Linked DNA regions of Mus musculus: regions 1, 2, 3 and 5 are each linked to region 4. The links are chromatin contacts, called in public HiCAR-type, HiChIP or PLAC-seq, Micro-C and promoter capture Hi-C maps. All regions are on one chromosome and are shown on one strand. Each heading gives the region's core, a stretch centred on a gene start, on an enhancer-like site or on the middle of the called end of the contact. The rest is flanking DNA. Distances are from core to core; before and after follow the strand shown. Region 1 holds the start of Pdss1 (prenyl (solanesyl) diphosphate synthase, subunit 1). Region 2 holds the start of Apbb1ip (amyloid beta (A4) precursor protein-binding, family B, member 1 interacting protein). Region 3 holds the start of Gad2 (glutamic acid decarboxylase 2). Region 4 holds the start of Arhgap21 (Rho GTPase activating protein 21). Region 5 holds the start of Otud1 (OTU domain containing 1).

Region 1 (2,937 bases), core at 8-2,507, 1.9 Mb after region 4:
AAATGCCCAGCAGAATTGTGGATTGCTATCCTTCTCCCTGTGGGTTATTCCTGTTGCCCTACCTGCAAAGGAAGATTACCAATAACAATATACCACAGGTCATAACATTGTCAAAAGAACATGAAAGTATTTATTGCTACACTTATCTAGGCAAAGCCTACCTATTTGATTATTTCATTCACTCATTCATTAAGTAATTTGTGGTGTTGGGATGGAACCCAGGATGTTGTGCATGCTAGGAAAACACCCAACCACTCAGTCAAAACCCTAAACAGCAAACGTTTTATTTTGACAAGTTTCATACATGTATAACCTCCATTTTTAACATAGAAACCTAATAAGAAAATAATGAGCTCAACTTTAGGGTTAACCCTCTTTAAGTGTGTTGCAAACAAGAAAAAAAATTATGATTCAGAAAATTACAGCTGGTTTATTTCTTCCTAGGAGGGAGACTGGGAGGAGAGGGGGGTCGAGATGTAAAATGAATTAATGAATGAATGGGAAAAAAAACATCAACATGGGAAGGCAGTAAACTTCTTCAGTCTCCCCAGCGCTTGCCTCTCATTGCCTCCACCTAAGATTATGGCGTAAGATTATTACGAGCATGTATAATCATTTGATGAAAGTGTTATAAAAATGCTGTTTCAACTTCGGAATAAATCCGACATGCGACAGGCAAAATGAACAAATGAAACAACGACAATAAAAACATTTTCTTGAGCATCCTGAGCTGCACTGTATGCATTAGCAAATAGAGTTGGAAATGGGGACGCAGGTCGGTAATCTCAGCAGCAATAGGCTGAGGCAGGATGGTCAATTTGAACCCAATCTGGTCTATACAAAGCCAATCTGGTCTACACGGCGAGATAAGATAACGAAAAAAAATTAATTTTGCGTAGTTCATTACATCCAAGGGTTGGTCTCCCATATCCAGACATGAACAAAACCGCTAAACTATGCATGTATACATCTCTAAGGCTTTCAGGATAGAGTCCAAAAGCTAAGAGATAAGGTCAACTTAGCTTCTGTTACACAATAACCCACAGCGTAGACTAATTAGAGGAAGTTGGCACGTCCACTCGGAGCTTGGCATTGCGAAAACAATGGCCTCAGGGTTAGCAGGTACCGGAACCAGATTTCTGCACGCTTTGTCCCGCGTAGGACAACAGTTCGGACGCACATTTCTGGATAAAAGCGGACGCGGCTCCCGACTAGAGCCAGTGGCTCCGAGGAGGGTTGAAGAGGACAGGCGACCGGGTGGGGAACAGGGTGCGGCTTCGCGCTTCCGGTGCCCAGCTTCCGGCTCCGGGTTTGGGCTTGGGGCAGAGGCGGAGCTACGGCCCGCCGCGACTTTCAGACTTGAACCATGGCTATGCGCTGGTCGTGCTGGCGGCGTGGCTGCTCCTGGAGGCCGACCGCGGTCGGGAGCCCGCGGCGGGAACGACCTGGCTGTGTGGAGCCTCTCGGAACACGTGCCGCCTCGGACACCCGCGCGCAGGTGAGGCCGGGACGCGCGCGCTGTCCGCGGCGTAGAGGTCACCATGCCAATGACAGCCGGCGATCCAATGAATGGGAGGATGCGCACGTGCGCCGGGGCCTGCAGTCCCCACTGGGTGGGACACCCGGGAAGTGGGACTAGTCGCGGGGCCAGAAGTGCGGAGCTGCTGATCGGGCATCCAGAAGACATTGGGGTTGAGGTAGAGGGAGCGGCGGAGCGCAGCCCTGTTAAGCCGGGGCTACCCGGGTGTGTCGAGAGGACAACCAGAGCCAAAGGGACCTCTGCTTTCACTTTCCTAGCAATTTCGGGTTTCGGATCCAGTTAGCCTCAAAATTCGGAAAGGGTGTTGTAGCGACGCAAAGTGATGCTAGCCAGGGTGGACTTCAGTGCTGCAGGTGCTTACAAGAGAACGCACGCCTGAAAGGCGCTGGAAGGACACTAGAAGGAGAAGAGCCGAAGGGTGTCATGAGAGACCTATGACTTCTTTGAAGTAAAATCATTATCTAATTAGTAATTGCGGATTCTTAAAACTGTCTCCTACTGCGTTTGATTACAAATTCATTTTCTTTTGGTTTTTAGCCCTGTAAATGACTCTCGCTTCTGTGTGAGTTGGGTCAGTCCGTGCCGTGCTTTACCTGGCAGTATCTGCAGACTGACTTTTGAAGTTAGTGTTTTTTTCACTTTGGGTTTTGGAGACCTTTCCGGCCACCGAGTAATTGTATAAGTAATTCATCTTTCATTTTAAAAATAATCACCCACCTCTTAAATTTTAGTACTATTTGGTACATTTCATATGTCAGTGTACTTATCAAACTCTATACTAGGAGGAGATGTGTAACATTTATAAATATGTGGCTTGTACTAAACAAGATGCATAAAACGGATTATCCAAAAAAGAATTTGGAGAGAAAATGCAAGCTGCTCTAAATAGAAAGAATAACAAATAAGAGAAAGAGAGCATGTAGGAAGAATCTTAGAGGAAGATAGGCTTTGTAGGGATCCATTTTGATACTGCAAGCTAGACTTTAGAGGGTTTGGGGTTTTATCTCTATAGAAAGGAAGGAAGGAAGGAAGGAAGGAAGGAAGGAAGGAAGGAAGGAAGGAGAAAAAGGAAAGGAAAAAGAAAAGAAACCTCACCTGTGAAAAGAGTTTTTCTGGAAAGAATCTTTGTCATTGGCATCCATATCCGTTTCCTTGAGCAAAAAGGGAGACTACTTGACCGTCCAACATCATGTTTTTCTCATTCATGTGTTAACTTTCTACTATAAACATATTTAGAATTCAGGTGTCTACTTCAGACATGAGTGCTTTCATTACTTCAGGTCTCTCAAGGACTACAAGACTTAAGGACAATTATTAAAACAAATTTGTTTCTCCAACATAGTATCGTACTGTAGCCCAGAGTAGCCTAGAACTTACTGTCAAGCTAAGCATGGCCC
Region 2 (2,700 bases), core at 168-2,667, 1.8 Mb after region 4:
GCATAACCATTACTTTATACCGTCACCTTTTATTCTTTCTCAGCATGTTGACTATGCAGTGTATTAGCTGTTTTCTGTGGAGTAGGGTGTGCCATCCAGCAAAGCAGCAATCCTTTCTGTTACTGCTGTTTATGTTCTTCTTAGACAAACTATATATAGTCTCCCATTGAGTACTGGAACTATCTGAAATTAATTATATGTCTAATTTATATCTTCATGTCTCCACCATTTTGCCTTACAGTGAACCCTTAAAGACACAGCTGTGTAGAGGAAGAGAAATTAACTCAATCATCATTTAAAATCATAATTGATTTTAGTGGCTGTATTTTCAGATCTCCCTAAACACTTTCTCTCAGAGTGAGTCCCAGTCAATCTTGTGATATACAAGCTATGAACAAACAAAATCATAAGAACAAAACCAGAAAGTGATCTTGGTGGCACATGAGAGGCAGGAGGATCTCTATATGTTCGAAGCCAGCCTGATATACATTGTAAGTTCGAGGACAGCCAGTGTGACAATTACACTCTGACTTTAAAAAATAAAGATGTTGGAGGGACCACAGCCCATCATCAGAGTAGTCTCCACTGAGAACAGACACCTGCTGAGCCCTTCCTTTACCTCCACCCAGGGAAAGATCTACTCTGGCACAAAGGCCATCACACTGCACCACTTCTCTGTCCACCCTAACTGGAACGTCCCCTTCTGGGCTGGTCCAGGAAGTCTTAGACAATGGCAGATTGAGGAAGTGCAGCGAGGGTTGAGGTAAAGACATAGAAGGCTGTTGCAAAATAAGCTGGCCCCTTTACCCTTTGTGGAACTTAATAGATTGGGATTGATCCACACGATGTGAAAATAAACGGAAGACAGGCCTCAACAGAAGCAGAGGGTCCTTTTATTAAAACAGTGAAAGGAGGCAGTCTTGGGGGAAGTGGAGGCTGCGCAGATGCTCAGGGAGCTTGACGGTTTTGTGGGGCAGAAAAGGGAACTTACATCTGTTCCGCTCAAGTCTCAAAATTGTAACCAACGTAGGTTGATATTTAGATCTCCTTGGGAACTAACTGCCTGCAGGTGTTACTGACTGGTGAACTCTCTTGTAGGGAGTTTCTCAGCTAATCTGAGACTTTTAGTCCTGAGCACCCCTTGAGCACTAACCCTTCAGACTAGCATCTGGGCGTTAGTCTCAGACTCTTACAAAGAACACAAGACCCACACAGATGAGAGAAGGCTTTCTCTGACCTTAGGGCAGGAAGTGTTTTCTTCCAGGGGTGGACAGGGTTTGGAAAAAACAACCCGAACTTGCTAAACTTGCGGAGCCCTTTAGGCGGGGCTTGGTGTCTGTCTATTCTCCTCCAGGGCTTTGCTAGCTAGCACCTCCGTGCAAAGCCGAGAGTCTGCGCCGCCGGGTGGGCAGGGCTCAAAGCACTTCCTCCTCCCTGAGCCCACGTCCTCGCCTCGAGGCCGGTCCAGCCCAGAGGCGCCAACCACTCATCTCTGCTCATTCCGGTGCACTTAGGCTCAACCCGGCCCATCTCTGGCTCAGCCCCGCGCATCTCTGCACAGCCTCCTCGCATCTCTGCAAGCCCCCCTCGCACCCTCCTCCCAGCAGTCAAGGTAAGCGGCACCCTAGTCCTGCGCACGGGTTTGGGGTACTCAGGCTGCCACACTGCGTGTCCTATGGGGGTGGGGGAGACAACAGTTGTGGCACAGGTCCACGCACCGGCCACGTGAACACGCCCCCCCCCCCTTCCCCTGGCAGCCAGGAAGCTTCAGGTCCCCTGGGCACCTCTTGTGCTCTTGACCTGTGGCTCCCTCTTCTCCCCACTGCGTTTTGTTTTAACAGATTTTCTGCTTAAGAAATGTTACCAGGTCTCAGGGACCCCACATTAAATTGAGCTAATCTTGAAACAAAACATCCCCTGAGGCATTTTAGGGCACCTCACATTAAGTGGTAGTCTGAGGAGACTCATTTGAGAGTCAGAGGACACATAGCTCAAAGTGTTTCCCTTCATTTAAAACTTTAACTGCAGTTCTGCTTTTTGAAGCCTGTCTTTCCCTCTCAGTCTCCTTTTCTTTGTAAAAAATGTGGTAAGGATAAGTTTGAATACCAGACAAGGGTTTCCTAATTTAGTTTGGAGTGAAGATTCAGAAAATGCTTTATATATTGAAAGACAAGAATGCTCTTGTATACCACCACCACCACCACCACCACTGCCACCACCACCGCTAGAACCCCCAGTACAGGCCCCTCGCTCGGACTTTATCACGTGTACCTCTTCATTCCCCTTGGCGATGTATTTCTCAGCTTTCATACCAAGGTGCAGAGTGACATGTGCTCTCCTAGAGCGTCTCAGCATCTCTGTTCAAAGAGTAGTTTTGTGATGGGAACGCCGAGTAAAGGGGAAAACTGAGCAGACAAGAGGCTGTGGGTTTATCCTCCATACCGGCAGTGATATGGTGTGAACAAAAGCAAGTGCGCCAATCTGGGACTCCAAACTGAAACTTCAGAAAAGAAACTTTGGCTTTCATACTAAACCGAGGGTTTTGCCTTCTGGGCCTCCCTAAAATGGGAGCACGTGGGCCTGAAGAGGAATGCTGGCTAGCAAGATAGCAGAAGATAAGAAAAAGAGTCGCTTGTACCCAATGTCCTTCCAGGTGGTGTCTCCTGTCTGATCAGTGAACTCAGAGTCTAGCAAATGTAA
Region 3 (2,731 bases), core at 210-2,709, 1.7 Mb after region 4:
ACCTCAGCAGTGCCAATCTCACCGCCCTCCCCCTCCCCACCTCGGGCCACTCACCGGACCTCAGTGGGCATCCTCTAGCTAGATCCTCCCTGGCCCCCCTGGATTCTGGAAACCTTGGGAAGAAGATAAAGCTTTGTGGAGAGAATGCACTTGGTCATCTGCAGTTATTCGAGGTCTCCGGATCCCTAACAAAATAAGTGATCCTGGTCACCAAGACTAAAGGTCCCAGGGTTTCTCCTCCGGCAACAGCTTTGGTGACTCATTTGAAAAACTCAAAGAAGGAATAAAGGACTATGGAGAGCAGGGAAGCTGCAGTCCCTCGCTCGGAGAGAAGGAAAGGAGATCGGGAACGGTTTAAAGCAGCACTTTCCTGCAAGTCTTTCTTGAGCTCTCTGTAAGCCTGGAACTATGGGTTTAGTATAGGCAAGAGGAAACGGAAGCGGAGCCAGAGGGCCCCAAATCTTCCTCAAGGCGCCGTCCCTGCATTTAAGAGCCTTTGGGAAAAGGGAAACAGAAAGGATTTTTTCATTCCTTTATTAGAAAACACAAACGAAACTACTTCTTTCTGGGCTGGGAAATTGCCACTGTTGTGTTCCTAGGCACCTGCTGATGGCAAGAACTCCTCTTGGGAAGGGACGAGGTCAGTGGGTTGAGTATCCCTGAAAAGATGGGAGTGCCTTTTCCTGGGATTTGGAAAAACTGATTCGCTTACTTTGAGACTCCCTGAATCCTGTGTATGTGTCAGCTCTCACCCACTCCAAGAAGTTTCTGTTCGTTTTATTTATTTAATTTTTCTCAGCCTGAGGTCCTCAGTGATAGATTCCAGCGTGGATTTTAATTGCTTCAATCAGCAGCCTTTCTCTTCAGCCGTCAGTCAAAACCTGGACGATGGGTCTGGGGACCCAGGCATGACTGCACAGAAACCGTACGACCCCCACCCCCACCCCCCAGGCTGGCTCAGCTCAGCAGGCAGACATTAGGCTCTGCTAAGGAGATGAAATGAGTTCGTTGGTGTGGAAGCGGTCCACCTTCCTCCCTCCTTGGTTCCTTCCCCAAGCTTTGGAGCTCTTCCTGATTGAGGCCAGGTGGCCTGGGCTCTTGAGGTCACAGCGACCTCAGCACTGGTTTGGAGGAAGGCGGGCGCGAGAACCACTTTTGCTCGGCAGCAGCCAGAGACAGCCCTCAAACAATGAGCCAATCGATGCACACGTGAAATTGCCCTCGGCCACCATTCCAATCTTGCCAAGGTCTCCCTGTCCCTGGGGTCACCTAGGCCAGCGTGCTGAGGGCTGTGGTAGCACCCTGGACAGCGCGTTCCGGCAGAAGCAGACCTGGAGCGCCTGTGGCTGGGTCAGCACTACGCAGGCACGCCTCCCTCCCCCGCATCTGACTCGCACCTCACGACCCAGCGCCTCCATTTCCCTTCCGTCACTCTCTCATCTCCCCACCAAGCTCCCTCTCCCTAAAAATCTCTTGGGCCCTTTCCACTTTCCAATCTCCAGACTGCGAGGATCACGGCTACTCCCCCCATTTAACCTCGGCGGCGCAGAGCACAGCAGCGCGTCCCTGCGCCCTGACTGGAACATACAAACACGCACGAGCACTGGCATACGCAGACAGCACGTTTCCTGTCCCTGTGTGACACCCACCCTCGTCGCGCTGCCGCTCCAGCCCTCGCGCGGTGCCCTTCTCCCGCCACACGTACTCGCACACGCACGCACTCTCGTGCAGGGTCGAGGCAAAGGCAGCTTGCCACAGCCACTTGGAGGCGACCAGCGCCAGTCTAGCAGAACCCATGGCGTCTCCTGGCTCCGGCTTTTGGTCCTTCGGATCTGAAGATGGCTCTGCGGATCCTGAGAACCCGGGCACAGGTAGGAAAATCAGGACCTGCAGCGGGAGAGCTTTGTGGGTGGTTTAGGGTTTGCAGGGCTAGGCTGATCATCAAAGCTTTGACATCTGCAACAGGAAACTTATTCGGGCGCTTCGCCCGGCTCTCTGGGTTAAGTCCGTAACTGTGTGAGAACACCAACCCCCCCCCCCACCCAGTCCTTTGTCCCCCAGGGAAAAAGCCCAGGGTTGTCTAGGCCCCTTCCCCTAAACATAGGCTCCTGAAAGACTGCAGCGTCTGCGGGAGTCAGAAATCAAAGATCTAGGCTTTGCCTCGGGACGTCTAGACCCTGGGCAGGGAAAGACAAAATGGGAGCAGGAAAGAGTTTGGGGTCTGAAAGGCAAGCGCGGTGAGAAACAAACAGCCTCGGGTTTAGGAAAGGCAGCCCAGGTGAGGGCAGGGAGAGTCTGGAAACCCGAGAACCTGGCGAACAAAGTGCAAAGGGCGGCGTTGTGAGCTGCTTTCTTTCTGGGACACCGCAAGGAAAGGGCTGGCCCCGGCGTCAGATTCCCTCGGACTCCCCCACCTGCTGAAAGCAGAGTCGCTAGCTGGTGGCTGCTTCGAGTTTGGCGCCGGGCCCCCAGACTCTGGACTTAAAGACCTGGTTCACTTGGAACGAAAATTCTCACTCGCCCGTCTGTTTTCTTTCCGATTCGCTTTTCCCTGCCTGGCGATTGCAGCGAGAGCGTGGTGCCAGGTGGCCCAAAAGTTCACGGGCGGCATCGGAAACAAGCTGTGCGGTGAGTGGTGGCACTGAATGGGAGAAGGGCTGGCAAGGTCGGGGGCCCGCGGCTGGCGGGAGCAAAGTCGTGGGCTCCCCTCTGAGCCTGCAGCCTAGGTTGG
Region 4 (2,709 bases), core at 199-2,698:
GTTTTCTTAGCCAAAATTTAACAAAATGTCCAAATCCACATGTTTAGCACTAGCCATGTTCCAAAGACCATGAAGAGAAAAATTTACAACAGAGGCAAAGAAATAGTGAGCTCAGGAGGGCGGGCTCACTGGAGATGTGGCTACTGCCATCACTGTCGTCTCAATAGAGAACAACAACGTTCAGCACCTTTAACAAGCAAATTACAGGAACTATATAAAACAAAGTAAATACGATAGAACCATAACATAAACTCCACGTACACCAGCTCAAAATCAAGGAATAAAGGAATAAAAGACACCAGAGCAAGTGATGCCAAAAGTGAACAGATTTTCTACAAATTCTGTTCGGGTGGCTCAAAAAAAAAAAAAAAAATTTTTTTTTTTTTACAAGCCCTAAGTAACTTCTCAGCCAGCCGTTCTCTGCACTTCAGTGAAAGGCACCTGCCACCCACAAGAGCCCACAGAACCGTGCAGCGGTATACGGGCCAACTGAGCTTAATAAAAGAACAGCAAAGCCAGAAGATTTCCAGGAGGTTGGAATTTCAACACCACAGGTGTTTTCCAAGACTGAGTCTAAACCGTCCATGGAAGCCTTCGATTCCCACCCAAAGCTGCTATAGGCACCACTAGGAACCAGGATCCCTTCCCATCTGAGTCGAAAACATTGGATTCCGGCCGCACCAAAGAGTACCACCTGCCCTCGCCACAGAGGATGTAACACACACAAGAGTTACATAAAGCCAGCCCCAAGCTGACCAGTGTCCAAAACACTGGAGGAAAAATGGATGCTGAATATTACTGGTCTCAGGCTTCTCGGGAAGACATGGAAGACTGCCCCCTGCTCAGAAGGGTAACCAGGATTCTGGCATGTAAGACAGACTTGCCCCTGCTAATTAATCGCTAAAGTCCCTAGAAACAGTCCTAGGCCAGGTTTCACCTCCCTCCAGGTCAACTGGGGCGCTGCCACCAAACAGCTGACCGACCGACTCAATGGCAGACGACCCCGTACTCTCAGCACGCTCACAGACATGAGCCACCGCCCAGCTAGCTGGCTTACCTCACAGGCAGAGGCCGCCCCACAGGCCTTGAGTTTGTCACCATCTTCCTCAGGCAGACCAGTCCAATGTGTGGCCATCATTTCATTTCAAATTGTAAAGGGACAAATCCTTTGGAGTCCACATTGGAGAAGTGCCACCACACACCAAACGGGAAGCAATTCCACAGCAGATTCTGAGGCGATGAAGGACTGGTCAAAAAAACGATTTGCAGGAAGCCCCTTCAAATACCTTCTTCAACAGACTTAGCCCTCTTCATTTCTCCAGTCTTAAAGTTCAAGGGCGACAGGTTTCCTTGGCAGGTAGGGTGGAAGCCAAGTGCAGAGAGAAGAGGTCCGCTTCCAGGCGGTGTTACTCGGAGGCCAGAGAAAAATCAGCTTTCGGAGAGCCTTCCTGGAACAGGGAGAAGTTAATGAAGGACATGAACTTTCCCCAGGCGCCGATCTTTAGCCTTGCCACAAGCCCGGACCAAGCTCCCCCTCTCCCACAATACGAAGAAGTAAAGTCTACTAAGGTGAATCCTCTCATGCAACAATTAAAAAAGAAGGAAAACGCCTGAAGGTCGGTTAGAGAAAGAGAACGAGACCTCAGAACTGCCCCGGTGGCTATGTCAAACACGCCTGGCTGCTATGAAGCCTTCGAGAAGGGGGGAGAAAAAATCCCGATTCAAGTGCTGCATTTCCTGGGCAACGCCGAGGCAGTGGGCTCATTCTGCAGCACCCGGACACCTACTCTTAAGCGAAGTTTTCTCCGCACCGGGTTAGACTCGCAGACGCCCTACAACTCCCCAACAAACAAACAAAAAGCCAGCTCGGACCAGGGCGGGCGTGGGCTCGGCGGCGTCTGTGGCGGCGGCCGCCCGGGCCGCGGGTGACTCCGGCCGGCCGTGGCAGCCTGCCCTGCGCCCCGGCCCGCGCCCCCAAGGAGACGGCTGTTTTCCTTGGCCCGCGGCGGGGATGGGTGGGGAGGCGTGCGGCCGCGGGTGGGACGCGGCGCCGCTCCCGCTCCCGCTCCGGATCCCTAGCATGCTTCGGAAGAGCCGCGGCCCCGGCAACTCTCAGCTCCCGGCTACGGCCCCCCACCCCCGAGCCCGGCTCGCCCTCCCCGCCGGCCACCTGAAGCAGAGGGGAAAGCGACGAGCAAACCACCCACCTACCACTATTTCCTCCGCCCCTTCCTGAGGCGGGTCGCCGGCGCGGGCTCCCGGGAAGCGCGGCCGGGGCGCGTGCGGGAAGCAAGGGCTCCGCTCGGCAGCTCGGCCCGCGGCGGGGCGCGCTAGGCCGCGGCTCGGTTAATATTCATGAGGCGCCGCCCCTCCTCCGCAGCCCGCCGGACCCCGGCGCCCGCCGCTCGCCTTTGTGCCCCGGCCTCCCTCGCTGCACACACGCGGGCGCGGCCTCCGCGGGCCCGCGCTTCAGCCCCAGGCGGTGAGAGGAGCGGCCACGCAACGGAGAACGCGGGTTAAGGGTCGGCTCCCAGGCAGCGCCGCGACCTGCCCCGGCCAGCCTCGGGCTCTGGGCGCCGCGGGAGGGCGTGGGGCGGGGCGGCGGCCGCCGCACTCAAGCCTGGCCGGGCCGGCCGGGGCCCCACGCTCCCGCGCCCGCGATCGCCGAGCGCGAGACTGGCCGGGCCGGCGGGCGCGCGAGCTGCTTCC
Region 5 (2,700 bases), core at 199-2,698, 1.3 Mb before region 4:
ACTGGCAAATGTGGTCCCCAATCCATTCCTTTCTCAGCTCCAAATCTCTCCTGAAAGGTCATTTCCAGAAGATAAGTTTCTTCTCTGGATGTCCCCAGGGATTCAGCCGGTTTTTTTTTTTTTTTCCCTCCCAGCAGGAGATAGATCCCTAGGAGGAATTCTAATGTGTGTGCAGGCATATGTGCCTATCAGTGTACGGAGGCGGGGTGGGGGTGGGGGGAGAGGTGTCCATTTTTTTTTTTCCCAATGGGGTAAATAACAGGGTTAGTATATCTGTTTAGTATACACCCATTCCAGTCTTGATAGGCGGGTTACACCAACCCTTCCCTGAGCAACCGCTGGCCAAACTCCATTGCTGAACCTGCTGGCCTGCCTTTTCCAGTCCTAACTTAAAAGGGCATGGCTTTTTTTTCTTTTTTTCTTTTTTTCTTTTTTTTCCCCCCCTTCCCTTCTCTGGCCACCTGCCAAGATTAGCAGATTGCCTACCCTCTCAAACTCTAGTAAAATTGCCCCCCCCCCGAGCTTCCTTTTGAACATTTTAAATTTATTTGATTAAGGAGACTAAGAACCCCCAACGAGAGACCCTAGTAACAAGCATAAATTATGTTCCAAGCAGAATGGTGGCGCGCAGGTAGTACAACCTGCAGGCTGTTTTTCCATACCAAGAAGTAGTCTCCAATTCAATCTGTATATCTGGAAACTAAATTTAAAATTGGATTGAAACTCAGAATAAGGCAAAAGCTACTGTTACTGCAAGTAGGTACCAATTTGATAACACTCTGGCTTTCCGTTGCAGAGGAAGCACAGTTCAGTCTGTTATTTCATTTTGCTGTGCTGTTCCAGAAAACAGGTTGTGTGCCTCTTGCCTCAAAGTTTAACAGTCGCGATCTACTTTCAAAAGGCTTTAAGGCGGCATGTTATTTGGTATTCCAAGGAAGGCTGTTGAAAAGCCTTCCTTTCGCCCTTGCATTTCCTAGGTGACTTAAGTTAGCAGTGCAGGAACGTCTATTTTTGCTTAGCGGGGCAGCAAGACCGTGTAGACCAGACCCAAACACGTTAACTGGAGGAAACGACTCAAGAAGTTGAATGCCATTGGCCCTGAAGGTAGAGCTCAGTCCCTAGTCCGGAAGTGTTTTAGAAAAACGTTATTCCAACCTATTTGTTTGCCCCAGCAACGCTGGTCCCGCCACAGCGTCACACAGCAGGACAGCCGCATAGCCCACAGATCTGCTTCCCAGGTACCAGGCAGCCAGCAACCGTAGTCAGGTTGGGAGCGCACTCAATGCGCATGTCCGTAGTCCAGCCCCCGCCTCGCCCTCCCCGGCCACGCCCATGAGGTCTCCGCTGGAGGGCGGGGCCGCCCCGCTTGAATGGGGCGCGCATTCCTGTGGGACCACGTGACGCGGCCGCGCGGCCTGAGGTAAACAAGCGCGGCCCCGCCTCCTACCATCCGCGCGCTGCACTCCTGCTTGCGGGCGGGCGGCGCTCGTCTGAGCGGGCAGCTCCTCCAACCGTCCCCAGCGGCCGGCGCGGGGCACAGCTGCGCCAGCGTCCTACGCCCGAGTCCCCGGCCGAGCGCGCGCCCTCCGGTGCCCTCGGACCGCCCGCGCGCTGTGGCGCAGCACGAATTGGGTCGCGGCCCGGGCGCTATTCGCGGCTCCTGACGCGGCGGCCCGCGGCGCTGAGCTCAGCGCTATTCTCGGGCTCCGGGGCACTGCGCCCGAGGGTGTGTCTCCAAGCCGGGCTCGCAGCTATAAGGGGCCGCGGGCGGCCGCGGCCATGCAGCTCTACAGCAGCGTGTGCACCCATTACCCTGCGGGCACGCCGGGGCCCACGGCCGCCGCCCCGCCTGCCACCGCCGCCGCCGCCTTCAAGGTCTCCTTGCAGTCAGCCAGCCCCGCCGCCGCGGCCCCGGAGCCGGATACCGGAGAGCGCCCACCCGCCGCGGCCACCGAACCACGCGAAGCCGCCGCCGCCGCTGCCATGCCCGCCTTCTCTGCCTGCTTCGAGCGGTCCGGGTCCGCCGCCGCCCCGCCGGGCGCGTGCAGCAAGCCGCCGCTGCCGCCGCACTTCACGTCCACGGCGCACATCGCCGTGCGGGCCCTGGGCGCCGAGCGCCTCCTGCTGCCGCCACCCTCAGCCCCCTCGCCGCCGCGTCGCGGTTCCTCTGCCTGGCTGCTGGAAGAGCTGCTCCGGCCCGACGAGCCCGCGGCCCCGAACGCCGTCCGCGACGCTCCGGACAGGAACTTCCGACTGAGCGAGCACCGCCAGGCCCTGGCAGCCTCCCAGCACCGGGCCCCTGCACCGGCCCCCGTCGGCCCGGAGCCCGGCGCCGGCCCGGGCTCCGGCCCGTGGGGTGAAGAGCGCCGGGCGGAGCGCAGTTCCCGGGGTTGGGACCGGGCGAGCGGTCGCAGCGACGCCTCCGGGTCTGACGCGCTCCGACGGCAAGATCCCGAAGCCGAGGCTCACCCGGTTCCGGCACCCGCTCGGAGCAGCGGCGAGCCGGCCCAGAACGGCGAAGGCGAAGCCGTAGGCACGTCCCGGGCGGATCCCAGGGACGAGAAGCTAGCCCTGTACCTGGCCGAGGTGGAGAGGCAGGACAAGTACCTGAGGCAGAGAAACAAGTACCGATTCCACATCATCCCCGACGGCAACTGCCTCTACCGAGCTGTCAGCAAGACTGTGTACGGGGACCAGAGC

The links. Promoter capture Hi-C pulls out the DNA fragments that hold promoters and counts their contacts. Hi-C and Micro-C count contacts between places; a contact is called where the count stands out from the background. HiCAR-type assays count read pairs that join an accessible place to other places. HiChIP or PLAC-seq counts read pairs in DNA pulled down with a chosen protein or histone mark.
Region 1: a HiCAR-type map of astrocytes shows a contact between it and region 4, with 6 times the contacts expected there. The contact joins the promoter of Pdss1 here to the promoter of Arhgap21 in region 4. A contact is called at or near these places in 2 of 39 promoter capture datasets (embryonic stem cells and hippocampal neurons), 8 of 115 datasets of contacts at active chromatin or transcription factors (the 230-238 cell line, astrocytes, embryonic forebrain and 4 more) and 2 of 9 other capture datasets (embryonic stem cells and liver).
Region 2: a promoter capture Hi-C map of embryonic stem cells shows a contact between it and region 4, with 3 times the contacts expected there. The contact joins the promoter of Apbb1ip here to the promoter of Arhgap21 in region 4. A contact is called at or near these places in 2 of 39 promoter capture datasets (embryonic stem cells and hippocampal neurons), 3 of 484 Hi-C or Micro-C datasets (the G1E-ER4 cell line and adipose-derived mesenchymal stem cells), 3 of 115 datasets of contacts at active chromatin or transcription factors (large pre-B cells, neural tube and thymic regulatory T cells) and 3 of 9 other capture datasets (adipose tissue, liver and macrophages).
Region 3: an H3K4me3 HiChIP or PLAC-seq map of embryonic basal ganglia shows a contact between it and region 4, with 18 times the contacts expected there. The contact joins the promoter of Gad2 here to the promoter of Arhgap21 in region 4. A contact is called at or near these places in 1 of 484 Hi-C or Micro-C datasets (embryonic stem cells) and 6 of 115 datasets of contacts at active chromatin or transcription factors (astrocytes, embryonic basal ganglia, embryonic forebrain and 3 more).
Region 5: a contact with region 4 is called in a Micro-C map of embryonic stem cells, with 13 times the contacts expected there. The contact joins the promoter of Otud1 here to the promoter of Arhgap21 in region 4. A contact is called at or near these places in 1 of 39 promoter capture datasets (embryonic stem cells), 7 of 484 Hi-C or Micro-C datasets (B cells, CD4 T cells, cardiomyocytes and 3 more), 8 of 115 datasets of contacts at active chromatin or transcription factors (astrocytes, cardiomyocytes, embryonic stem cells and 5 more) and 2 of 9 other capture datasets (embryonic stem cells and liver).

What each region holds. Positions count from the first base shown.
Region 1 is chr2:22,894,265-22,897,201 of GRCm38.p6, forward strand. Pdss1 (prenyl (solanesyl) diphosphate synthase, subunit 1) reads left to right here and starts at 1,258. Exons shown (of 11, transcript NM_019501.3): 1 at 1,258-1,498. The coding sequence starts at 1,367.
Region 2 is chr2:22,772,910-22,775,609 of GRCm38.p6, forward strand. It overlaps Apbb1ip (amyloid beta (A4) precursor protein-binding, family B, member 1 interacting protein), which reads left to right and starts at 1,418. Exons shown (of 14, transcript NM_019456.2): 1 at 1,418-1,612.
Region 3 is chr2:22,620,868-22,623,598 of GRCm38.p6, forward strand. It overlaps Gad2 (glutamic acid decarboxylase 2), which reads left to right and starts at 1,460. Exons shown (of 16, transcript NM_008078.2): 1 at 1,460-1,871; 2 at 2,569-2,628. The coding sequence starts at 1,796.
Region 4 is chr2:20,966,273-20,968,981 of GRCm38.p6, forward strand. Arhgap21 (Rho GTPase activating protein 21) reads right to left here and starts at 1,449. Exons shown (of 24, transcript NM_001081364.3): 1 at 1,058-1,449. The coding sequence starts at 1,138. It overlaps Gm13375 (predicted gene 13375), which reads left to right and starts at 2,602. Exons shown (of 2, transcript NR_033225.1): 1 at 2,602-2,709.
Region 5 is chr2:19,656,283-19,658,982 of GRCm38.p6, forward strand. It overlaps Otud1 (OTU domain containing 1), which reads left to right and starts at 1,449. Exons shown (of 1, transcript NM_027715.2): 1 at 1,449-2,700. The coding sequence starts at 1,780. It overlaps Gm3230 (predicted gene 3230), which reads right to left and starts at 1,615. Exons shown (of 1, transcript NR_033642.1): 1 at 1-1,615.